Linked DNA regions of Mus musculus: region 1 is linked to region 2. A link is a contact called in public HiChIP or PLAC-seq data. All regions are on one chromosome and are shown on one strand. The core of a region is the stretch at or near the end of the contact, and the rest is flanking DNA. Distances in the headings are between cores, read along the strand shown.

Evidence for each region. HiChIP or PLAC-seq counts read pairs in DNA pulled down with a chosen protein or histone mark.
Region 1: a contact with region 2 is called in an H3K4me3 HiChIP or PLAC-seq map of bone marrow-derived macrophages, with 3 times the contacts expected there. The contact joins the enhancer-like site here to the promoter of Fbxl14 in region 2. A contact is called at or near these places in 13 of 39 promoter capture datasets (the 3T3-L1 cell line, 3T3-L1-derived adipocytes, the C10 cell line and 8 more), 2 of 15 datasets of contacts at CTCF or cohesin (large pre-B cells and pro-B cells), 20 of 484 Hi-C or Micro-C datasets (B cells, the Ba/F3 cell line, the C2C12 cell line and 16 more), 22 of 115 datasets of contacts at active chromatin or transcription factors (the 230-238 cell line, the SCID.adh cell line, T-cell acute lymphoblastic leukemia and 14 more) and 2 of 9 other capture datasets (embryonic stem cells and liver).

The regions. Positions count from the first base shown.
Region 1 is chr6:120,000,599-120,007,211 of GRCm38.p6, forward strand. Wnk1 (WNK lysine deficient protein kinase 1) reads right to left here. Exons shown (of 28, transcript NM_001199084.1): 2 at 1,595-1,767. Among named protein-coding and RNA genes, the nearest start is that of Mir706, 30 kb to the right of the region's middle. Within about 2 kb of position 1,298, at least 2 of the 459 cell types and tissues checked have an H3K27ac peak or open chromatin away from gene starts, as enhancers often do. A contact at or near this core is called in bone marrow-derived macrophages, where this site is marked.
Region 2 is chr6:119,476,431-119,482,851 of GRCm38.p6, forward strand. It overlaps Fbxl14 (F-box and leucine-rich repeat protein 14), which reads left to right and starts at 3,238. Exons shown (of 1, transcript NM_133940.3): 1 at 3,238-6,421. The coding sequence starts at 3,430. The coding sequence ends at 4,632. All of the region lies in intron 1 of Wnt5b (wingless-type MMTV integration site family, member 5B), which reads right to left.

The DNA.
Region 1 (6,613 bases), core at 48-2,547, 520 kb after region 2:
GAACTTCAAACTAGACTTTCAATATCGTTTTCATTTGCTTGTTTTAAGATAGTGTCTCGTGTAGCCTGGACTGGCCTCAAACTTCCTAAATACCTGTAAATGAACTTGCTTGAACTTTTTGCAACCTCTGAAGAACTGAGATTTCAGCTATACCAACACACCCAGTTTATGTGGTATGGCTGAATGAACCCAGGATTTTGTATTTTGTGCATACTAGTTAAGAACCAATTGATTCTGAGTTACACTCTAATATAGTTGTTGTTTCTTCTATTTCTTCTTCCTTTCCTCTTCCTTCTCTTCTTCTTCCTGGTGTGTAGTATCTGTAATCAACTCTAGCACTCTGGAGGCAGAAGCACATGTACTGCTTAATTCTAGGCCCATCTGGGGTTCCATAGCAAGTTCCAGATCAGCCAAGGCTACATAATAAGAGTATGTCTCCTATGGCTCTGGCATCATAATGCTCAGCTCTTACTTTACTTTTTAACATTTTTCATTACTTTTACATTTATTTGTTTCTTTGTTTAGGTTTTCTGAAGACAGGGCTTCTCTGTAATACTGGCTCCTAGCATCCATAATAAAACAGCCCACTACAGCCTGTAACTTCAGCTCTAAGGAATCTATCACCCTCTTCCCCACTACAAAGACTCCCATATGGCATACACTCACAGATATACACATTTATACATGAATTAAAAAAATAAATCGTGAAAACTTCCTAGTAGATTCATTAATTTTATGTATGTTTTTGCCTGTGTATCTGTGTGTGTACCACATGCAAACTTGGTGGCCACAGAAGTCAAAAGGTGTTTGATCCCTAGAACTGGAATTATACATGTTTGTAAACTACCACAGCCATGCTGAGAATCAGATATGGGTCCTCTGCAAAAGCAACAAGTGCTCTTAACCAATGAGTGCTCTAGCTCAATAGTCATGACTTTAAAAAACAAACAAACAACAAACAAATAAATAAGCAAGGAAGATACAAGTCAAACCATTGTAACGTGACAGACTGCTGACAAGCAACTAGGTATCTGTATCATTGAAAAGACTTTCAAGGTGTAGATAGACATACAACTATCACACAACTTTCTTTAAACCACTCAAGTATTTATCAAGTTTCAGACACTGTGCTACAAAGTAAAGTAGTAGAAGAAGCAGGTATATGAATAAGGAGCTTGAATGAATATCATCATACCCATCATCATCTTCATCCTCTCCAAGAGAGATGGAGATGACTCTCAGTGGTTAAGAGTGCTTGCAGAGGATCTGAGTTCAGCTTTCAGCATCCATGTCTAGTGCTTCCTCTGTTAATCTCATTTTAACCACTAGAGGGCAACCTTGACATTGATTTCTACTTCCTAAACTGCTCAATTTTAAAAATATCAATCAATATGACTTAAAATTAACTAGGTTTATTCAGCAACAAACTCATCCCAATAGCTACCAATAAATAATAACCTTATTATTTTATATACAAGAAGATTTTGTGGGTAGTAAAAACACATTGGTTGAAAGGATTATTTCTGTCATAGTAGACTAAACAACAAAAGTAAATATAAAACAAGAGATTTCTAGAAAATATTGATTGACTTACGTCTTAAGTGTTCCAGATGTCATTAGTTCAGTCACTAAAACAATGCATTTTTTCCCTTTTACTGTGGATTCCCAGGAATCATAGAATCGAACAATGTTGGGATGTTGAAGACCCTTTAACATTTCAGCCTCTTCTTTGAATCTCTGCCTTTCAGATTTTGTTAACTTTCGATCCTAAAAGGCAAAAAACAAAACAATGTGATTTAAAATGATAAAACACAAGTCACATAGCTATATTAGGATGCTAAATAAGCTGGTCAAGATGGCACATGGTGACAATCTCAGAAGTCAGGTAGCCCCAATGAGGCAGCAAGACTAAGTTCAAAACTTGTCTAAGCTGGGCGTGGTGGCGCACGCCTTTAATCCCAGCACTTGGGAGGCAGAGACAGAGATTATATTTTAGACATTAGAGATTATATTTAGATTTCTGAGTTCGAGGCCAGCCTGGTCTACAAAGTGAGTTCCAGGACAGCCAAGACTATACAGAGAAACCCTGTCTCGAAAAACCAAAGGGGGGGGAAAAAAAACTTGTCTAAATAAAATACGCCGGGCATGGTGATGCGCACCTTTAATCCCAGCACTTCTGAGGCAGAGGCAGGCAGATTTCTGGGTTCGAGGCCAGTCTGGTCTACAAAGTAAGTTCCAGGACAGCCAGGGCTATACAGAGAAAACCTGTCTTGAAAAACCTAAATAAATAAATCAATAGAAATGTGCTAATTATACGTTAATGATAAATAGCATTAAAATGAAACAGAAACACTAATAAAAGTCATTTGCGTGCCTTAAGAGTTGGAGAACACAGCCGGATGGTGGTGGCACACGACTTTAATCCCAGCACTTGGGAGGCAGAGGCAGGCAGATTTCTGAGTTTGAGGCCAGCCTGGTCTACAAAGTGAGTTCCAGGACAGCCAGGGATACACAGAGAAACCCTGTCTCGAAAAACCAAAAAAAAAAAAAAAAAAGAGTTGGAGAACAGAGTACTGTATCTTTAAGGAAAATGGATTATAAAGTGATGCTTGAAATTATTTATCATTAGTATCAATGTCAAAAATATAATCTCATTCCATAAAATACAGTTAACTTGTCACTTCCAAAATAAGTCAATAATTGTTAGAAACAGGCGATTAATGTCACAGAATAGTTATAGGCAAAGACTTAATAATCAGAGCTATATAGAAAAAAACATATCTTAGGTAAAAAACAAAAACAGTTAAATGATATATATCTTTGTATTAATTAGAACTTTCTATGAATATGCTGTATAATCTAACAAAATTGTTATCATAATCAAGCAATCTAGTAAGTATGCTTTCACCAGGTGTTAAGTTCTTGGTGCCTTTACAGGAGCTAATTTACTTCCTATCTGAGATGAAGAATCCAATTTGGCTTTATAGTTTGTTAAAGTCCATACACGCAATGTCTTGATTGTTCTGTTTATTAAAATGGAAACTATCTTTAGTCACTCTCAGTATAGATATCTCAATGTAGTATTGCCAGCAAAACTAAAAGTGATTTAATATTACAATGTTTTAGCAAAAAGAAGTGATTTTAATATTATACACCTAATTTAAACTAATTTAAAATCCTTTGGGTAACTAGAATGGACCCTCGTTTCTACTCCTTAACCTTAAATGAACACTATCATAAATTTAGGTATAAGAATCATTGGTTTTTATACTTTGCCAAAAAAAAGAAAGAGAAAAAAAGAACATATCACAGTTTATATATTACCTACTAAGGAATCTTTAGGCACTTAGTCATTTGTTGCTTCTCCAATACCCGAAATAAGGTTATACTGTTAAATTTTTTTGGCTTGTATATATAACTATTTACAGAACACTGGGGCTTTTGTTTAGATATGATCTCTCTACATAACCCTGGCTGTTCTGGAACTAATTATGTAGTCCAATCTGACATTTAACTCAGAGATGTACCTGCTTCTACATCCTGAGTGCTAGGATTACAGGCATGTGCCACCAAGCCCAGCTTAGACACTTTCTCATAGGATTCACAAAATTCTTCATTTATAAACTTACAGGACTAGACAGATGGCTCATTAGTTAAGAGTAGTTGTTGGTCTTGCAGAGACCCCAAGTTCAGTTACCAGCACCAATATAATAGCATACAAGCATCCATAATTCCAGAACCAGGGATACTAATGCACATTCTTCCAACCTCCTCTAGCACCAGGCATGTACACTCTCATTTACATACATAAAATAAATCTAAATATTTTAAAGATTTACAGACTTGCACAAATATTATTTTCATTAGCTTTGAATTAAGACTTGCCATTTCTTAATTATGAATGTAAACATCTAACAGTATTCTGTATTACCTACAATTTTTAATCACTGTTGGACTTAATCAAATAACAAATAATTATAGATATCCCAAAATGCCACTGATTAATCACTACTTGGAAATTACCATAGCTATTAGATCTTGCACTACATCATAGAATCTATTAGTGATATATACAATGCCACTTCTAAAAAAAATGATACTTTGATAACTAATACAATGCCACTTCTAAAAAAAAGATACTTTGATAACTAAAGCAACTTCTTTTCTGCTCTTCTGTGCTTTTGCTATGGTCTAAGTGATTCACATTAAAATTTTAGCCTCAAAGATATTAGGAGGTAGACTCTTTAGGTAGTGACTTTATAAGGGGGCGGGGACTTCAGGGAAGAAATTAATCTCTTCATCCTGTTCCACCATGTGAGGATGCAACAAGAACATGATACAAGTTCTCTGAGGCACAGTAAGTACTGACCAGACATGGCAAGTTGACCGAGAACTTCCCAGTTACCTAAACTATGAAATCTTTTCTATTATTTATAAATTAATGTCATCTAAGTACATTATAGTAGCCTATGCAGTCTAGATATTTACTTATGTCTGAAGGTTACCACTGCTACACATGCTCAAGAGCACATGTGGTAGTTATCTACAACACATCAACTTTGTCAATTTGGTGAGTGTAAAACCAATCAGTGCCATTAATCTGCTTCAAAAAACCTTTTACTTTTCTGAGAGGGTCTTATATTGCTTGGGGTGTGTGTGTGTGTGTGTGTGTGTGTGTGTGTCTGTGTGTGTGTGTGTGTGTGTATCCCCAGATAATTTTGAAATTGCAGCCCTATCTCAGTCTCAGATGTGCATCATCAATGCCTACTCTAATTGTGTTTTTTAAATAAAAATTTCAAGCATTTGTTTCAGGAAAATATTCATATTCTCTCCCCGCCCCCCTTGAAATAAATTTCTCTCAACCTTCACTCCTTCTCTTTAAGACTTTATGTGTAGAAATGCATACATGTATGCTTGGGGGACTTATCTTTACTGTTTCTCATTTTCTACTGCTTTCTGATATCACAATCTGTACTAATTTTCTTGTTGCTACAACACATTCTTGTTTATTACCTTTTAAAAACTATCATTATTAATTAAACCATAGGGCTTAAGAAAGGCAATGTGCCAGAGTGTCTGCTCCAGATAGAAGGATGAGGTGAGCATAAATAAAAATGCAAGTAAGTTTGAAATATAGATTGGGGTGGGTAGGTGATTACCCATAAATAACATAAAACTGGCCAAGCTAGGCATAGTGGTATAATCTTAGCACTCAGGATTGAGATTTTTTTTAAGGTCAGAAGAGGCTGTTTTTCTCCCAAAACACAAAACAAAAAAAACCCACTTCCAAACTAAAGCAGAACAGCACAACAACAAAAACTCTACAGGGATAAGAATTCAGATTCAAAAGTATTTATGGAGAAGTTCGAGACAGGGAAAGTCTAGTCATTATTCCTTCCAAGGGTCATATTAATGAAAAAAACTTTGTAGGCCTTGCTTCCAATGGAGATTATATAGCGTGTGGAAGTGAGAACAACTCCCTCTACCTGTATTATAAAGGACTTTCTAAAACTTTGCTAACTTTTAAGTTTGATACCGTTAAGAGTGTATTAGACAAAGATCGGAAAGAAGATGACACAAATGAATTTGTCAGTGCTGTGTGTTGGCGGGCACTATCAGACGGGGAGTCCAATGTGCTGATTGCTGCTAACAGCCAGGGTACAATTAAGGTGCTAGAATTGGTATAAAGAGTTTCCTGAAGTCAAACTGTGTTTGATCCTCCCAAAAGCCATCTGCAGCTGATGATGATCAAAAACAAGGCTAAGGGCTGAGAGATGACTCAGCAGATAAAGGTATTTGTCCATAAACCACATGTCCTAAGTTCAATTCAATCCCTAGAAGCTACATGGTAAAAGGAGGGAACTCCTGAAAGATGAAAGATGTCCTCTGGCCTAAACACACCCATGCAAGCACCCATGCAAGCACATATACTAAAAAACAAAGCTAAACTGGGCATGATTATACTTAGTACTTGTGAGATTGAGTTTGGAGGAGGATTAGCCTGTACTACGTAGTATGACCTACCCTAACTCACAAAAAAACAAACAAACAAACAAAAACTAAGAGAAAATGACCTGGGGAAGTGATGTGGGGGGAAATATGGTCATACTAAAGAATTTATTAAGAAGAGAGTTTTTCTAGCCATCACTTCCAAGGAACCCAATTCCTAGAGGAGAGATTTGTCTTTCCTCATACAGAGACAATCCTATACATTTGAATGAGTCACAATAATCAGTTTAATACAACAGTCCACTTCATAAGCAAGCAAGTTTTCCCACATTCTCTTTGGACTTCTTCCTCGTCAAAATCTTGCTTATTCTCTAAACTATTACTATAAGACTGGCAAAAAACATTATTTCACTGGGCTGGTGACATGGCTTAGTTAAGTAAAAGCACTAGTTACTACATAATTAATAACATGTTACAGATTCCCAGGACCCAAATGATAGATGGATAAAACTGGCTTGGACAAGTTTTCCACTCACCTCTAACACATATATCCAACAACAATGAAAGTAATAATTTTTTAAAGTAATGTTTAAGAAAAAAAAAAAAACAAAGCTCTCTTTCACATCTTTTTGTATTTTATTTCAACTCTCCAACCAAAGGCTGT
Region 2 (6,421 bases), core at 1,988-4,487:
AAAGGCGTGCGCCACCACGCCCGGCTGCCTTGCAACTTTTAACTGAACACCTTAAATGTAAAGCTTTTTATTAGTAAAATTCCAGTGTTAAACTCAAGAAAGTTTTGCTAAAGTTAAGTAGGACCGTGCTCACCTTTTCCGAGGTGCCATTGGATGGCTGTTCTAAACGACCTTTCTAGGAAGCCAAACCTCAGGGGTCCACACTGTACAGCCTAGGCCCATCACTGTGCTTTGTGTGAAATGGGGTTAGGGCACACTATGGTCGTTAGATATGGTGGCTTGCACCTATAATTCCAGCATTTGGAAAGCTGAGGTAGGAGGACTGACCACTATATCCAGACCAACTCTGGCTACACAGTGAGTTCCAAGTCAGCCAGGAAAAGAAATGAAAGAAAAGAAGCACGACGGGAGCTACACGAGGATGCTTTGCAGAAATGTCTATACTCAACTACTGACACTCTCAAGGCTAGAGAGATTGGCTTAGCAGGGAAGAGCACTTGCTGTTCCCAGTATTCATGTCTGGAGGTTCACATCTGCTTGTAACTCCAGACCAGTGGATCTGAAGACCTCTACTGGTCTTCTCAGGCACTCACATACATGTGGCATATTCGCAAACATATACACACCTTTCTGCTAAATCTAAAAAAAAAAAAAAAAAGCCAGATATGGTGGTGCCTGCCTTTAATCCCAGGACCAGGGAGGCAAAAGCAGGGAGTTCCATGCCAGCCTGGTCAATATAGCAAGTTCCAAGGCAGTCAGGACTACAAAGTGAGACCCTGTCTCGAAAGAGAGAAAGAAAGAAAGAGAGAAAGAAAGAAAGAAGCAAGCAAACAAGCAAATAAACAAATAACTAAGGAATGACTTTCCACTGGGAACTCATCTCTGATCCTGGAAGTAGCACTACATTAATGCTCATACACAGAACATCACAAAACAACTAGACCCCAAATGTAGGAGGGAAATGTGTTGGGAAGCAGGGGCTGAGAGGAGTGGGAGAGTGGGGAGGGGATGGCAGAGGGTGAGAAGGGACAAAAATGACCAAAAGCATATACAAAATTGCCAGAGAGTAATTTTTTTTTTTAATGTGATTTTCAGGGTAGGCAAAATGGGTAAAGGCAATTGCTTTCAAGTGTGAGGACCTGAAGTTGATTCCTGGGACCCGCACAGTAGGAGAGAGAGCTAACTCTCAAATAACTGGTCTCTGACTTCCACGTGGTGTGTCATGGAACTCAGTTGTGAGTATCAATAAACGCATGTGAATGTGCACCCACACACACACACACTGAATAAAATGTCCTAAGAATCGGCTTGGGCTTGAAACGGTGCTTACCGCTAAGCCTGACCAGCTGAGAGCCATCTCCAGCACTCGTACAGTAGACGGGGAGAACAGATGGCCCCTGGGGCTGTTTAAACAGAAGATAACCCAGATGACCCCAGGAGAGTGCAAACTGAGGCACAGCCAGAATTGTTACACTATACGTCAGGAATTATTTGGTGACAAACAATGTTGCCTCATATTCAGGAAGGCCATAAAAGTCTAAGGGCCTCGGTATGTGCAATGTGAGATACAAAGGGCCTGCAGGAATTTTAGCCACTGCATTTCCTGATTAAGACCCACGGGGTGGGATTTACTGTGTATTGTGCCTGTTAGTTCTGTACACACTCGGGTCTAACAAGTATCTGTTACTTAGGAAAGAGGAGTGGCTAAAAGCCAAGGCGATCGTATTCCAAATTTGGACCACATCCCAAATCTTGTTCAGTGCAAGATGTCAGCAGGTAAGGTCATTGCTACCAAGTCTCATGATCCGAGTTCCATCCTGGAATCCACATGCTAGGAGAGGGATGACTTCTTCAAGTCGTCTTCTGACCACTAGATACTGGCTGTGGAGCATGCCCTCTCCCCATTAAAGAAATACAATGTATTAATAATAATAATGATGATGATGTCTTGTTCAGGTTCCCAAAGAGTCAAGGAAACAGCTAAGTCAGGTTGTTTTGTATCTAGATGTGTGAACTTGTAACTTATTTAAGATTCTCAGGTTCCTTTTCTCTGAACTAAAAACTCTTGGCTTCAGGGGTCATAAAAATACAATTCTGAAATCCTATCCTTCATGCAGATATTTAAGACCCGAGGCTACACTGTATAGAGTTGAGCTCTGCCCTAGATTCATAAAATATACATAAAGCATAAGGCTGGAGCATCTTTAACCAGACCAAAGAGTGTATGTGTGTCAGCACATACAGATGTATTAGGTATCCGTACAGCTGGGCCGTGCAATCTACAGTCTAAGTGGCCGAGGAAAAAGACAAAACCTGGTGTAGGTTAGAGCGCAAGGCAGGGGCAGAAGCAGTGGGAAGTTTTGACACAAAGTTGAAAGGGAAAGGAACTCACATGGGTGTATGGAAACAACAAGATTGTGGAAGGCAGGCACACTGGACAACTTCCAGAAATTTCTAGAACGAGAGCTGTCAAACTATGCTGACTAAAAGCCACTTTCTCCACCAAATTAAGACTCACTACTAAAGAGAAAGGAATGGTGGGAAGGCCGCCCGACTGGGGCAGTGGGTGTGGTGAGATGGTTAAAGGCGCTCTGAGAAGTAACGCGGGCTAGAGGGGATGGAATATGCGGGCAAGAGAGGATGAAGTATGCGGGCGGGAGAGGGCGTGGAGTAAGCGTGGACACCGAGGGGAGCAGCCCGTGGGCCATCGGGCGCTCTTTAGGGCTGCACGGTGCGGCGAGGCCGCCAGCCATCCCGGCGCGCATGGGGTTAAGCCTCCGCGGCCGAGGGCAGAGCCCGGTTTCCAAGGAAACGGCTCCACCAGTTCCGGCGGCGCGGGCGCGTACCACTGAGCGGGGGAGCCGGCGCGGAGGACGCGGAGGGCGCAGCGCGGCTGGCCGGCTCCTAGGGCGCAGGCCCGATCACGCCGGTGAGTTCGCCGCGTCCCGCCGCCCGCGGCCGTGAATCGGACCCGCGCGACTTAGGCGGGGGAGGAGCGGCGCGCGGCGGCCCCAGAGTCCCCCCGCGCAGCGGCCGAGTGCGAGCAGCCCGGGGCTGGGCAGTTTGAACCGCGGACGGCAGACAAAGGCAGCAGGAAGCCGTCCGCAGCCCGAGCGCCCGGCCCGGGCCTCGCCGGCGCGCGCAGCAGCGACGCGGCCGGGCGCGGGATGCCGCAGGGCGCGGGGCGGCGCGCGGGCGCGGACGCGGCGCCCGCCCCGGCCGGGATGTGAGGCCCGAGCGGCCGCGCGGGGGCGGGAAGGGCGGCAGGAAGGAAGCGCCGCTCGGACGCGCCGGGAGGAGGAGCGGCGGCCCGGCCGGAAGGCGGGGAGGGGCGGCCGTTGGCCCGCGGCGGGCCGCTCTCGGCGCCTCCCGGGGCGGCGGCGGCGCCCGCGCCTCCTGCACCCGGCGCGGCGTAGCGGCGGGAGGAAGATGGAGACCCACATCTCGTGCCTGTTCCCCGAGCTGCTGGCCATGATCTTCGGCTACTTGGACGTCCGAGACAAGGGTCGCGCGGCGCAGGTGTGCACGGCCTGGCGGGACGCCGCCTACCACAAGTCGGTGTGGCGGGGCGTGGAGGCCAAGCTGCACCTGCGCCGGGCGAACCCGTCGCTGTTCCCCAGCCTGCAGGCCCGGGGCATCCGCCGCGTGCAGATCCTCAGCCTCCGCCGCAGCCTCAGCTACGTGATCCAGGGCATGGCGAACATCGAGAGCCTCAACCTCAGCGGCTGCTACAACCTCACCGACAACGGCCTGGGCCACGCGTTCGTGCAGGAGATCGGCTCGCTGCGCGCTCTCAACTTGAGCCTTTGCAAGCAGATCACCGACAGCAGCCTGGGCCGCATAGCCCAGTACCTCAAGGGCCTGGAGGTGCTGGAGCTGGGGGGCTGCAGCAACATCACCAACACCGGCCTTCTGCTCATTGCCTGGGGGCTGCAGCGCCTCAAGAGCCTTAATCTCCGCAGCTGTCGCCACCTCTCGGATGTGGGCATCGGGCACCTGGCCGGCATGACGCGCAGCGCTGCCGAGGGCTGCCTGGGCCTGGAGCAGCTCACTCTTCAGGACTGCCAGAAACTCACGGATCTTTCCCTGAAGCACATCTCGCGAGGGCTGACGGGCCTCCGGCTCCTCAACCTCAGCTTCTGCGGCGGCATCTCGGACGCGGGCCTTCTGCACCTGTCGCACATGGGCAGCCTGCGCAGCCTGAACCTGCGCTCCTGCGACAACATCAGCGACACCGGCATCATGCATCTGGCCATGGGCAGCCTGCGCCTTTCCGGTCTGGATGTGTCGTTCTGTGACAAGGTGGGAGATCAGAGTCTGGCGTACATAGCCCAGGGACTGGACGGCCTCAAGTCCCTCTCCCTTTGCTCTTGCCATATCAGTGACGATGGCATCAACCGCATGGTGCGGCAGATGCACGGGCTGCGCACGCTCAACATTGGACAGTGTGTGCGCATCACGGACAAGGGCCTGGAGCTGATCGCTGAGCACCTGAGCCAGCTCACGGGCATAGATCTGTACGGCTGCACCAGGATCACCAAGCGCGGCCTGGAGCGCATCACGCAGCTGCCCTGCCTCAAGGTACTTAACCTGGGACTTTGGCAGATGACGGACAGTGAGAAGGTCAGGTGAGGGCGGCAGTTCCAGTTCCCCCGCCCCGCCCTGTTCATCCCAGGACCACCACTGTTCCGCACACTCACGCGCGCACTTACACGTTCAGGGCAGTGGCCGCGGTGGGGCGATGACGGAAGCCTGGGCTCTCTTCTCCTAGTCTGGCGCCCCTCTCCACTGCGTCTGGAGTTGTTCTGCTCCCTCTACCCACTCTCCTTTCCCAGTGAGGGGAGAGATGGACCCTGCTGTTTCTCTGCCCACTCTTCTGCAGGGTATGGAGACTTTCAGCCACCGACAACTGTATCCTGGGGCACTGCATTTGGAAATGGGGTGGGGGCGGGGAGGGACTAGTCGTTTCAACCCCGAGGAGTTGAGGAAAGATGCCTGCCTTCACTTACACTTTCATTTGGATACTGTGATCTGGCTTTTAATTCCAAACGTGTAGAAAGCAAGCCCGACTTGAACAGCCTTCTCATCCACTTTGTAGCCAGTCTCCTCTCATCGCTGCCCCTTTGGTATCTGCAACTCACTTCGGTTCTGGTTTTGTTCTTGTTCTGTTTTTTTGTTTTGTTTTTTATCTGCTTCCTTTTTAGTTTTCAAAGAAATTTGAAATCATTGTTCTTTTTTCTTTCTGCTGAGTATATTCTCATATATATATATATATATATATGTGTGTGTGTGTGTGTGTATGTATATATATATATGTCTGGCTACCTCGTTTTAGTTTACTTTTTTCTCTTAAGCCCTGGAATTCTACAAGAGAGATATTTTGAGATTGAAACATTTTTGTGCCTAGACTGGAAAGATGCCCACTGGGTTTGTATCTGTTTTTGGTTTTGGCTTCTTCCCAACCTCCCTGTACCCAATGTGCCCCACTTCCGCATCCTGGCTACGACCCCACCCCCCACCCCACCCCCAGTCTATTGGGCTTTGATGACCCAACCATGTTTCTATATTGATTTAATTTATAGCACAAATGTATGGGAGAAATGAGAGCAGAATTTCCTTTTTGTTTGTTTGTTTGAGATGCAGATTTGAGTCTTGAAGAGGAGTATTATATATGCAAATTATGCCCCACCCCAACCCTCTTGCAAGTCTTCCCACCGAGAGGTTAGCTAGTGAGGCTGTTAGCTAGTGAGGCTTCCCGTCCTGTCGGGGAGTGAGCCGTGTCAGCAGAGAGCCTGAGGCTATGTGAATGAAGGGAGGAGGCTGAACTTCATGTCCTGTCTGAGTTCTGTTCTCGAAACGGGAGCTTGTGGGTTTGAAAACTTTTGTTTCTAAATGGAGGAATAGATGACTTTATTTTGGTGGGGGGTTGGGACTGTGGCTTTAAAACAAATCGCTTTTGAGTAGGATGTATATTTTTGTTGGATATTTTGTTTGTTTATTTTTTTAGAGTCCTCCACAGCAACATGAGAGACCATGGAGAAACCCAGAGACCTTTATCAATTAATTGTACTGTTTGTGAATTTGTATAAATAACAAAGATCCTCTTAAAACGTTTATATTCTTACAGCAAAAGGTTAAACTGATATTTATATAATAAAAGAGGAAATATGAAGTATGTTTTTGAAAAAAAAAGCACAAAATCCCCCCCTTGTATCTGTGAATTATTTTTAAGGCATTGTGTGTCGGGTACATGCTCAGGTGGGAGGTGTTAGGAGTGCACAGAAACTGGAACTAAGGTGGAGTTCAGCTGGCTCATGTGCTGTAAGTTTATGGTTGAGAATTTCTTTTGTGTAAGATTTACCACTGACATCCAAATGTTCTGTCTCTAGAAATGTGATCAGACTGGAGAGTTCTATAAATT